Regions from separate parts of the Pan troglodytes genome. Here regions 1 and 3 are each linked to region 2. Evidence: chromatin contacts called from public Hi-C and capture Hi-C data. All regions are on one chromosome and are shown on one strand. The core of a region is the stretch at or near the end of the contact, and the rest is flanking DNA. Distances in the headings are between cores, read along the strand shown.

Evidence for each region. Hi-C and Micro-C count contacts between places; a contact is called where the count stands out from the background. Capture Hi-C pulls out chosen DNA fragments and counts their contacts.
Region 1: a contact with region 2 is called in a capture Hi-C map of stem cell-derived neural stem cells, with 4 times the contacts expected there. The contact joins two enhancer-like sites. A contact is called at or near these places in 2 of 7 Hi-C or Micro-C datasets (induced pluripotent stem cells and stem cell-derived neural progenitor cells) and 1 of 1 other capture datasets (stem cell-derived neural stem cells).
Region 3: a contact with region 2 is called in a Hi-C map of stem cell-derived neural progenitor cells, with 2.7 times the contacts expected there. The contact joins the promoter of COPE here to the enhancer-like site in region 2. A contact is called at or near these places in 1 of 7 Hi-C or Micro-C datasets (stem cell-derived neural progenitor cells) and 1 of 1 datasets of contacts at active chromatin or transcription factors (stem cell-derived excitatory neurons).

Annotation. Positions count from the first base shown.
Region 1 is chr20:21,516,682-21,519,759 of NHGRI_mPanTro3-v2.0_pri, forward strand. It overlaps UPF1 (UPF1 RNA helicase and ATPase), which reads left to right. Exons shown (of 24, transcript XM_016935541.4): 19 at 858-1,032; 20 at 1,590-1,671; 21 at 2,726-2,887; 22 at 2,998-3,078. Among named protein-coding and RNA genes, the nearest start is that of GDF1, 6.2 kb to the right of the region's middle. Within about 2 kb of position 1,395, at least 1 of the 24 cell types and tissues checked has an H3K27ac peak or open chromatin away from gene starts, as enhancers often do. A contact at or near this core is called in stem cell-derived neural stem cells, where this site is marked.
Region 2 is chr20:21,110,599-21,113,977 of NHGRI_mPanTro3-v2.0_pri, forward strand. It overlaps ELL (elongation factor for RNA polymerase II), which reads right to left. Exons shown (of 12, transcript XM_016935516.3): 6 at 2,317-2,441. Among named protein-coding and RNA genes, the nearest start is that of ISYNA1, 21 kb to the left of the region's middle. Within about 2 kb of position 2,088, at least 4 of the 24 cell types and tissues checked have an H3K27ac peak or open chromatin away from gene starts, as enhancers often do. A contact at or near this core is called in stem cell-derived neural progenitor cells and stem cell-derived neural stem cells, where this site is marked.
Region 3 is chr20:21,572,094-21,575,340 of NHGRI_mPanTro3-v2.0_pri, forward strand. It overlaps COPE (COPI coat complex subunit epsilon), which reads right to left and starts at 1,426. Exons shown (of 10, transcript XM_001137259.5): 1 at 1,291-1,426. The coding sequence starts at 1,416. It overlaps DDX49 (DEAD-box helicase 49), which reads left to right and starts at 1,789. Exons shown (of 13, transcript NM_001246588.1): 1 at 1,789-1,930; 2 at 2,653-2,776. The coding sequence starts at 1,816.

The DNA.
Region 1 (3,078 bases), core at 145-2,644, 410 kb after region 2:
ACTTTGGGAGGCCGAGGCAGGTGGATCACCTGAGGTCAGGAGTTCTCGACCAGCCTAACATGGTGAAACCTCCTCTCTACTAAATACAAAAAGATGAGCCGGGCGTGGTGGCACATGCCTGTAATCTGAGCTACTTGGGAGGCTGAAACAGGAGAATCGCTTGTACCTGGGAGGAGGAGGTTGTGGTGAGCCGAGATTGCGCCATTACACTCCAGCCACTGGGCAACAAGAGCAAAACTCTGTCTCCAAAGGGAAAAAAAAACACTAGACAGCAAGGACCCATTCACCAGCTGGAAGAGCTGGAAGTCGGGGGGACCTGGCCTGTGGCTCCACCCAGCACAGGGAGAGAGCCTGGCGCTCCTTCCGGCTCACATGCGCGGTGGTTCTCCTCTAGGTCACCATGGCTTTGTCATTGGTTACTCCCTCTTTCTAAGGCGCCCTCTTGTTTGGTGGGCAGTATTGGGTGGGTCCCCCCACAGCTTCGTGAGGTGGGCTAGAGGAGCTGGGCATCGGGTCAGTGCCCCAGCCTGCTGGGGGCCCTGTGGGGCCGCCTGTGCCCCGGTGCCTGGAAGGCCGACTCTCTTGACAGCAGGTCTTCTCTCCAAACGTATCCACCCAGCCAGGTGTCTGCCATGGGGCTGCTTAGAGTCGGCCACAAAATCAACCCGTGTGCAGGGTCAGTGGCTTGGCATTGGGCTCTGGGGCCTGTCCCTGTGGCTGGCAGCCTGCCTGCTGCCCGGTCCACGCCTCTGTTGCCTTGGATTTGGGTTCTGAGTGAATGCAGCCTTGCCTCTTGGACCGTCCTGTGAGACGGGCAGCTCTCCACCTGCGTACTCAGCACTGCGCCCTTGTTGCAGGTATGGCGTCATCATTGTGGGCAACCCGAAGGCACTATCAAAGCAGCCGCTCTGGAACCACCTGCTGAACTACTATAAGGAGCAGAAGGTGCTGGTGGAGGGGCCGCTCAACAACCTACGTGAGAGCCTCATGCAGTTCAGCAAGCCACGGAAGCTGGTCAACACTATCAACCCGGTGAGCGCCTGCACAGGACAGCAGGGCAGCACGGAGAAACCCGGGCCCAAAACACTGCTGGGAACGTGCCAGCTTGGCCCGTGTGCCCGTGAGCTGAGGGAGGGCTCTCCTCGGGGAGGGTGGGCTCTCCTAGGGGAGGGTGGGCCAGCCCACTTCCTGTCTCCCAAGCCGTGTGTGGCATTTTTGGCTTGGGGCCGCTAAGTCCTGGGTGGCCTCTGGGAATTGGGCTCAGGGCTGCTGTGCTGCATGCAGCAGCCTGGGACCTTGGACACGGGCAGTTGGAAGCTTTGCAAGCCCGGGGTGCTCTGGTAGTGAGGGGGTGTGAAGCTTCCTGAGCTGAGGCCCAAGGGTCAGCATCAGAGCCCAGGTCTGCCAAGGAGGGCAGGCGAGACCCAGAGGCCATGAGACAGCAGCTCCCTCCTGTCTCCAGGGAGAGCCCCTGGCACAGTGTCAACACCTCACAGCTGCATACCTGCCACCTCCCAGGCCACCGGGCCCGTGGGAAGTTGTTCCTTCTGTTGAGATGACAAATTCCTCACCTATCTAAACCTTCGCAGGGAGCCCGCTTCATGACCACAGCCATGTATGATGCCCGGGAGGCCATCATCCCAGGCTCCGTCTATGATCGGAGCAGCCAGGGTGAGTCGCTCAGCAGGGGACCTGGCCGACCCCTTGTCCTCACACCGGGATGCTGGCCGTTCCCATGACTGCAGCTTTAGGTGCCCCCATCTTTCCTTCCCCTCAAGGGCGGTGCCTGGCTCCCTTGGCCTCCCCGCCCCTAGGGCATCTCTAGCCCCGGAGCACTCCTGGGGTGTTTGTCTTTAGCCAGAGTTTATTCATTTGTGTTTCCTGGTGATCAAGCTAGTTAGCTTTTTCTTGCCTTTTGGTAGGGCAGGGACTGCATGTAGTACAAATAGAACATTTTCATAAAAAGGATTTTTTTTTCCTTTGGTAAATGCAGGGTGATTTTCATTTATTTTCTTTTTTTTGTTTAGAGACAGGGTCTCCCTATGTTGTCCAGGCTGGTCTCAAACTCCTGCCTCAAGCAGTCCTTCTGCTCAGCCTCCCAAAGTGCTGGGATTACAGGCATGAGTCACTGCACCTGGCCAATTTGCAGGTGTTTTTTTTTTTTTTTTTTTTTTTTTTTTTTTTTTTTTTTTTGGAGACCGAGTCTCGCTCTGTTGCCCAAGCTGGAGTACAGTGGTGTGATCTTGGCTCACTGCAACCTCCCCCTCTGGGTTCAAGCGATTCTCCTGCCTTGGCCTCCCGAGTAGCTGGGATTACAACCACCCACCACCATGCCCGGCTAATTTTTGTGTTTTTAGTAGAAACGAGGTTTCGCCATGTTGGCCTGGCTGGTCTCAAACTCCTGATCTCAGGTGGTCCACCTCGGCTTCCCAGAGTGCTGGGATTATAGGCTTGAGCCAACACGCCCGGCCCCAATTTTCAGTTTTTAAGATCTGTGTAGGCCAATGATTCCCAGCAGACTCTCCTCGGGGAAGGTGCCTGCCCAAGCAGCCAGCCCCAGGCAGGCTGCTGTAGTTAACATGGAGTCCTGCGAATCCGCATCTTCAGCCTGGGCAGAGCCAGGACAGATGTGCAGCTCCGGCTGACTGGCTGGTGGGGTGGGTGGGGCATCGCTGGGGTTTGACCGAGGCAGGTGACACCTGCCGTGTTCCACTGTGATTTGCAGGCCGGCCTTCCAGCATGTACTTCCAGACCCATGACCAGATTGGCATGATCAGTGCCGGCCCTAGCCACGTGGCTGCCATGAACATTCCCATCCCCTTCAACCTGGTCATGCCACCCATGCCACCGCCTGGCTATTTTGGACAAGCCAACGGGCCTGCTGCAGGTGAGCATCTGTGGCTGCGGCTGGGTGTGGCCCTCCTGAGAGCTCTTGAGGGTGTGCTTGTCTGCGAGGCCCTGGCCTCCTTCGGATCACCCTGGACTGCTGTCTTTCAGGGCGAGGCACCCCGAAAGGCAAGACTGGTCGTGGGGGACGCCAGAAGAACCGCTTTGGGCTTCCTGGACCCAGCCAGACCA
Region 2 (3,379 bases), core at 838-3,337:
GGAGTTTGAGACCAGCCTGACCAACATGGAGAAACCCCATCTCTACTAAAAATACAAAATTAGCTGGGCATGGTGCGCATGCCTGTAATCCCAGCTACTCTGGAGGCTGAGGCAGGAGAATGGCTTGAACCCAGGAGACGGAGGTTGCTGTGAGCCCAGACCGTGCCACTGCACTCCAGCCTGGGCAACAAGAGCAAAACTCCATCTCAAAAAAAAAAAAAAAGAGATGAAAACCAGGAAGAGGAGGACAGACTCTAGCAGCCTGCCAAGAGCAGTTTGAGGTGGCGTGCAGTAGGATAGGCCTTTCCACTACCACACACAGGACAGAAGGATGGATAGACGGATAAGGCAAGTTTTCAGCCTGCAGGGGCCGTGGTGCCCACCATCCCAGAGTAGGTACCTGGCCAGCCCCTGGCTCTGTGGACCAACACAGGGTTGGGGTGGGAAGCCTCTGACCTTCAACGTGGAGGGAAAGCATCTTGGACTCTACAAGTCTAGATGTGATCAACCGCTGGCTCAGCAGGACCATCGTCTGGGCATGAAGATGTGGCCAGCAGTCCTCCTGGAGCCCTGTCCTCAGAGAGGTGCTCCAGGAGCTGTGCTCCCTTGGCACCAGGGAGGAGCAGGAAGGAGGAGTATATAGACTCTGGCATGGGGCTCACAGGAGAGGGGAGTGGCTCAGGTTGGAGGTAAGGGCACCAGGCAGTGTGTGGCTTGGGCAGAGGAATCAGGAACTCTTGGGGGGACCTGCAGGACCCCTGACCCATGGACAGTGATGAGAGGAGATTTGGATACCAGGGACAGATCGGGTTTGGACATCATGAACAAAGAGAACATGAGTGGAGAAACCACCCCCCAAAGCCACATGTGGTGCCAGCTCAGCTGGGGAGGCTCCTGCAGTGACTTGGGCCCCCACATCCCATCTGTCTCACGGCCTGCACTAGGCTAACGGCCTGCACTGGGCTAGCCCAGCTGGTAACAAATACTCCAAGGCCCTGCTTTGATATACACGAAGCCATGGTGTCAAAAACTGCTATAAATGGGGCTTTCTTAGGGATGGGGTGCTAAATAGGAAAAAAAAAAAAAAAAAAACAGCTGTGCAGAGGGGCACCGCAGGTCACCTTCTATGTGGTTATGGCCCAGGGACATCAACCCTGCCCCCTGCACGCTAGTGGAAGCTTGTGAAGGCAGTGCTGATCCCCATGCCGGCCCAGAGTGAAAGCAGAGTGCCAAGGGGCTGGCATGAGCCCAGCAAGCTCACTCAGCAGACGGAACATGAGCCTTGAATCAGGGGAGCTGGAGGCGGCTCTGGAGCCTGCATCCCGGGGAAGCTCCCCGACGCCCCAGAGACGCAGCCCAGCCTTCTCCACCTCACTCCACTAGCTCTGGGCAGTTCTCCTTCCAGTGCCCTAAGGGTCTGAGGAACCCAGGGGGCCAAGGGAGAGGACACAGGGTATGAGGATGGGGGCGGGCCTTCTGCCAAGACTGTGCCCTCCGCCAGCCTGCCGCCAAGCCAGGGCAGTGCCCCGCAGGCCCCTGACCTGCACACCCAGGGTGGACAGGCAGGCACTACCCTCTCAGGGGAGCAGAGTGGACCCCCAACTTCATTCTGCTTTCCAGAGGCAATTACTGCTTTAAACAGCTGAACTTCCAAAAAACAACTACAAACTCATAAATACCTCCGAGTCCCTGAGAAATCACTTACGGACTAATTAGCAGATTGACCTGCTTCACAGCCCGAGCTCCCTAGCTGGCAGCAGTGGAGAAGGAAATCATTAGCCGCCTGCCTCCTTAACTGCTCCCCTGAGCTGCTGCCACTTCTGACCCTGGGTCCCAATTAGCCTGAGGGGATGCATTTAATTAACGCTGCTTAATGACGCCTGCCCTGCCGGGAGTGTCGTTTGGCCTTATTTCTCTCTACTTCAGGTTCTTGAGAGGCTCTTTTCAAAAAGTCAGTAAACTTCCCAGGCCCTGTGGGGATGCCCAGGTTGTGGAGGGAAGCATGAAGGGAAGTTGGGGACAGCTGAGGAGGGTCTCAGCAGACTGAGGCCTTTTGTCTGAAGATTCCAAGGTCGGGGCCAGTGACTCACACCTCCGTCCCACTCTGTGGGCGTGGCCTTCCCCCACCACGGGATGCCCTGGGGCAGCACGTGGGCAGTAGGGAGGATGACCAGAGAGGCCTACTTGGACCCTTCCATCCTGCTCCCAAGCCCTGTGGCCTTCAGGACCACACAAGACCACCCCAGCATCCTCTGGGTAAGCTCTGGCTGCCTTCATGCGGGTGGGGACACGCTGGGGGATGGGAGGCGGCATTACCGGACAAGCACCCGCTTCAGCAGCTGCTGGTCCCCCTCTGAGTAGCCGGGCCAGTCCTTCTGCACATCCTTGTACATGCAGTCCTGCAGGGTACACGTGCCGTCCTTAGCACTCATGTTGGCCACCTGCAAGACAGAGCCAGCCATCACTTTGTGGGAATCCTGAGAGACGGGGGACTAGAGAAAAAAGATCTGATGGCGGGTTTGGGAGGGTGTGCAGAGACAGTGGGAGACAGACAGAGACAGAGGAGAGGAAAGAGGATGGCCCACTACCGATCCGTGATGTCTCCCACCCCCAGTTCCCCCGCACACAATCCTCAGGGTGCAGAAGGGATAATGAGGGTCATGAAGGCAGGTCCAGACTCAACTGTCTTAGAGGTGCTGGGGCCAGGCTGGCTCCAAAAAGGGGAGGGCTACCACCTGCAGTACTGAGACCCCATCACCTGCCCCCTGGCCCCCCTAGCCTGTTTTTTTTCTTTTTTTGATACAAGATCTTAGCTCACTATAGCCTAGACCTCCTGTGCTCAAGCGATCCTCCCACGTCAGCCTCCCAGGTAGGTGGGGCCACAGGTGTGCACCACTATACTCCAGCTAATTTTTTTAAGAGATGGGATCTCGCTATGTTGTCCAGGCTTGTCTTGAACCCCTGGGCTCAAGCGATCCTCTGATCTCAGCCTCCCAATGTGCTGGGATTCCAGCCACCACACCTGGCTCCTATTTCTTCCAGGCTGGAGTGCAGTGGTGTGATCAAGGTTCACTGTAGCTGCAAACTCCTGGGCTCAAGCGATCCTCTTGCCTCAGTCTCCCAAGTAGGTGGGCTATAAGCATGCACTATCATACCCAGCTAATTTTTTGTATAGATAGGGTCTCAGTATTTTGCATAGGCTGGTCTCGAGCTACTGGCCTCAAGGATCCTCCCACCTCAGCCTCCCAAAGTGCTGGAAACAGGCGTGAGCCACCGCGCTGGGCTCCACCCCGTTTCTGATCACAACTCCCAGGGAAGAGTCAGCCACGGCTGGGGATGCTGGGTGAGGGGTACCTCCGGGGCCAGGTCTGAGCCCACC
Region 3 (3,247 bases), core at 176-2,675, 460 kb after region 2:
TCACACCTGTAATCCCAACACTTTGGTAGGCCAAGGCGGGCAGATCACAAGGTCAAGAGATGGAGACCATCCTGGCCAACATGGTGAAACCCCGTCTCTACTAAAAATACAAAAATTAGCCGGGCCATGGTGGCGCGCGCCTGTAATCCCAGCTACTCGAGAGGCTGAGAAAGGAGAATTGCTTGAACCTGGGGGCGGAGGTTGCAGTGAGCCGAGATCACGCCACTGCACTCCAGCCTGGCGACAGCGCGAGTCTCCATCTCAAAAAAAAAAAAAGAAAAGAAAAAGAAAAAAGAAAGATGTATGGGAACAGACACACAACTCTCCCTCCCAGATAGGCACAACGAAGAGACACAGAAGCAGTTCAAGCCTCTGATAAACTCTCCGACCCTGAATCCTTAAAAACTCTTAGTCTGTAAAAGAGTGTGCCTCTGACCCAACTCCGCCAGAAGGCGCCTCTCAGGTTTGTTTTCTCTAAAATAAACCTGTCTTGACTGGCAAGCCACCTTTCGTGTTTCTTTCCTCTTTAATTCTTACAACTTTGTCACCCAGGCTGGAGTGCAGTGGCGCGATCTCGGTTCACTGCAACCTCGGCCTCCGGGTTGAAGCGATTCTCCTGTCTCAGCCTCCCGGTAGCTGAGATTACAAGTGCCCGCCACCACGCCCGGCTAATTTTTGGTAGACTCATGGTTTCTCCATGTTGCCCAAGCTGGTCTCTAACTCCTGGGCGCATGCGATCTGCCCGCCTCGGCCTCCCAAAGCGCCAGAATTACAGGCGTTTGAGCCACTGCGCTGGGAAACTGTGTTTATCATTCTGAGTCCAGCGGAATACAGTGCCCGTCCACAAAAGTGCTCAATGAAGAATGAATGAATGAATGGGTAAGCTCTGGGAGAAATAACCAGGCTGGTTGGGCAGGGAAAGTCCTTCTCTGAACTTTAGGGTTCTCATCCGTAAAATGAGGATAAGCAACAGTCTCCATCTCACGGGAACTGAAGGTACGGCTGAACAAAATAGGCTTATTGTCACTACAGTGGCATAAACACCTCCCTTACTCAAAACACTTTCAAGGGCGCAGAGAGAACGCTGTACGAGTGAGCAGTACCGTAAACTGTTACTGCTCTGGGTTCTGTCATGGGACAGTGACTACTCCTCACTGAACTGTGGAAGAGGTGGCCCAAAAAACGCGAGAAGAAAAGAGAAAGTTTTTAGACGCAGAACGCGGCTCGCGGCCACCAGAAAGCGTCCTCCGCCTCCGCCCCCAGCGTCCCCGCGCCCCTGCACGGCCGCACCTTCACCCGCTGCGCCTCATTTATGCACTGCTGGTAGCTGCCGATGTAGAAGGCGTTCTTCACGTCGAACAGCTCGTCTACCTCCCCGGAGCCGCCAGAGGCCGGGCCGGGGGCCGGAGGCGCCATTTCGCTGTCTTCTCACCAGCTCCTCTTCCGGAAAGACACGTCGGCCGGAAGCAAGACACCTACACGGGCACGCTGGGAAATGTAGTTTACTTTTTCCGAGCGGCGGCGAAGTAAGCCAATGGGAAGCTCCACAATAATAAGCAAGGGGGCGGAAGGCGTAAGTGCGTCACGGAGAGCATCTCGGGAATTGTAGTGTGTTTCTGCAAGCCAATGGGATCCGGGGAAACATGATAAGGATGCGGTCGAGGCTGGGAATAGGCTGAGGGAGCTGGAGAGGGTGGGACCACGCAGGAGGCAGATCCAATAAACAGGAAGATTTTTCTCGTGACGTCGTCGGCGCGCACCGGAAGCGCGGATCACACGGGCCCCTACAAGGGGCCCCTACAAGCGGCCACAAGGATGGCAGGCTTCGCGGAGCTCGGGCTGTCATCGTGGCTCGTGGAACAATGTCGGCAGCTGGGTTTGAAGCAGCCCACGCCCGTGCAGCTCGGCTGCATCCCCGCCATCCTGGAGGGTGAGTATGGCCCAGGGCCTTCCCCAAGAGGCCTCTCCGCTCCTCTCGACTCCTTTCCCTTCTCGCAGCCTTTGCTTATTCCGGTCCCACGAGGCGAGGGGCAACCTCGGGCGTTACAGGAGATCCGGGGTTCCGGAGGACGACTGGACAGTGTTGGCATTTAGGTTGCATGACTGACTCGCTTTGTGTTCGTACGCAAGTGATGTAATCTCTGAAATTTTCATAGTCTCAGCACAGGGAGGGTTTGATGGATGACTAATCGATAGTATCGCAAAATCCTGCAGACCTGGTACTGCTATCTTTATTTTACAAATAGAAGTTGAGGCTGTCAAAATTGCTGGTAGATCCAGGACTCCTTGGTCCTGTGATTGCTCCTCTAGGAGAAGGTCTTCTCTCTGCTCCTCTAGCCCAACCCAGTTTGGCCATTAAAGAGAGGCCCACAGGAAGCCTAAGATGTGATAAGTCAGGGATTAAATAAACAAATGAAGGGGTCAACAGGGAGCACAAGATGCATATGAGGGAAGGGAATTCTGGATTCCCCAAATTCACGTGCTCCTGGACGGAGTTAGAATGAGGTGGTAGGAAGCTGTGGGCATCTCGGGTCAAATGGATATGGGTTCCAGTCCAGCCTGCCACTCACTGGCTGTGTGTCCTGGGCAAGGTCTCTGAAACCCAGCTGTCCACACATGGAGGGTGTTGATGCTGCTTTGTCCCCAACCCAGGTCGAGACTGCTTGGGCTGTGCTAAGACAGGCAGTGGGAAGACAGCAGCGTTTGTCCTTCCCATCTTGCAGAAGCTGTCTGAGGATCCCTATGGCATCTTCTGCCTCGTCCTGACACCCACCAGGTAAGCCCCCAGCAGGCCTCCTGGGTATGGGTTAACCAGCTGTGCTCTCTTGGGCAAGCACCTTTCCCTCTCTGAGCGCCCTTTTCCCACGTGTGAGATGAGCATGAAAATCTTGCTACCCACTTCTTAGGGGTCCTGCAGAATTAAACAAGATGGCCCGGGTGCAGTGGCTCACACCTGTAATCCCAGCACTTTGGGAGCTCCAGGTGAGCGGATCACTTGAGGCCAGGAGTTCGAGACCAGCCTGACCAACATGGAGAAACCCCGTCTCTACTAAAAATACAAAAAATTAGCTGGGCATGGTAGCTCATGCCGTAATCCCAGCTACTCGGGAGGCCGAGGCAGGAGAATCGCTTGAACCCAGGAGGCGGAGGTTGCGGTGAGCCAAGATCGTGCCATTGCACTCCAGCCTGGGCAACAAGAGCAAAACTCTGTCTCAAAAAAAGAAAGAAAGAAAGAAAGAAAGAAAGA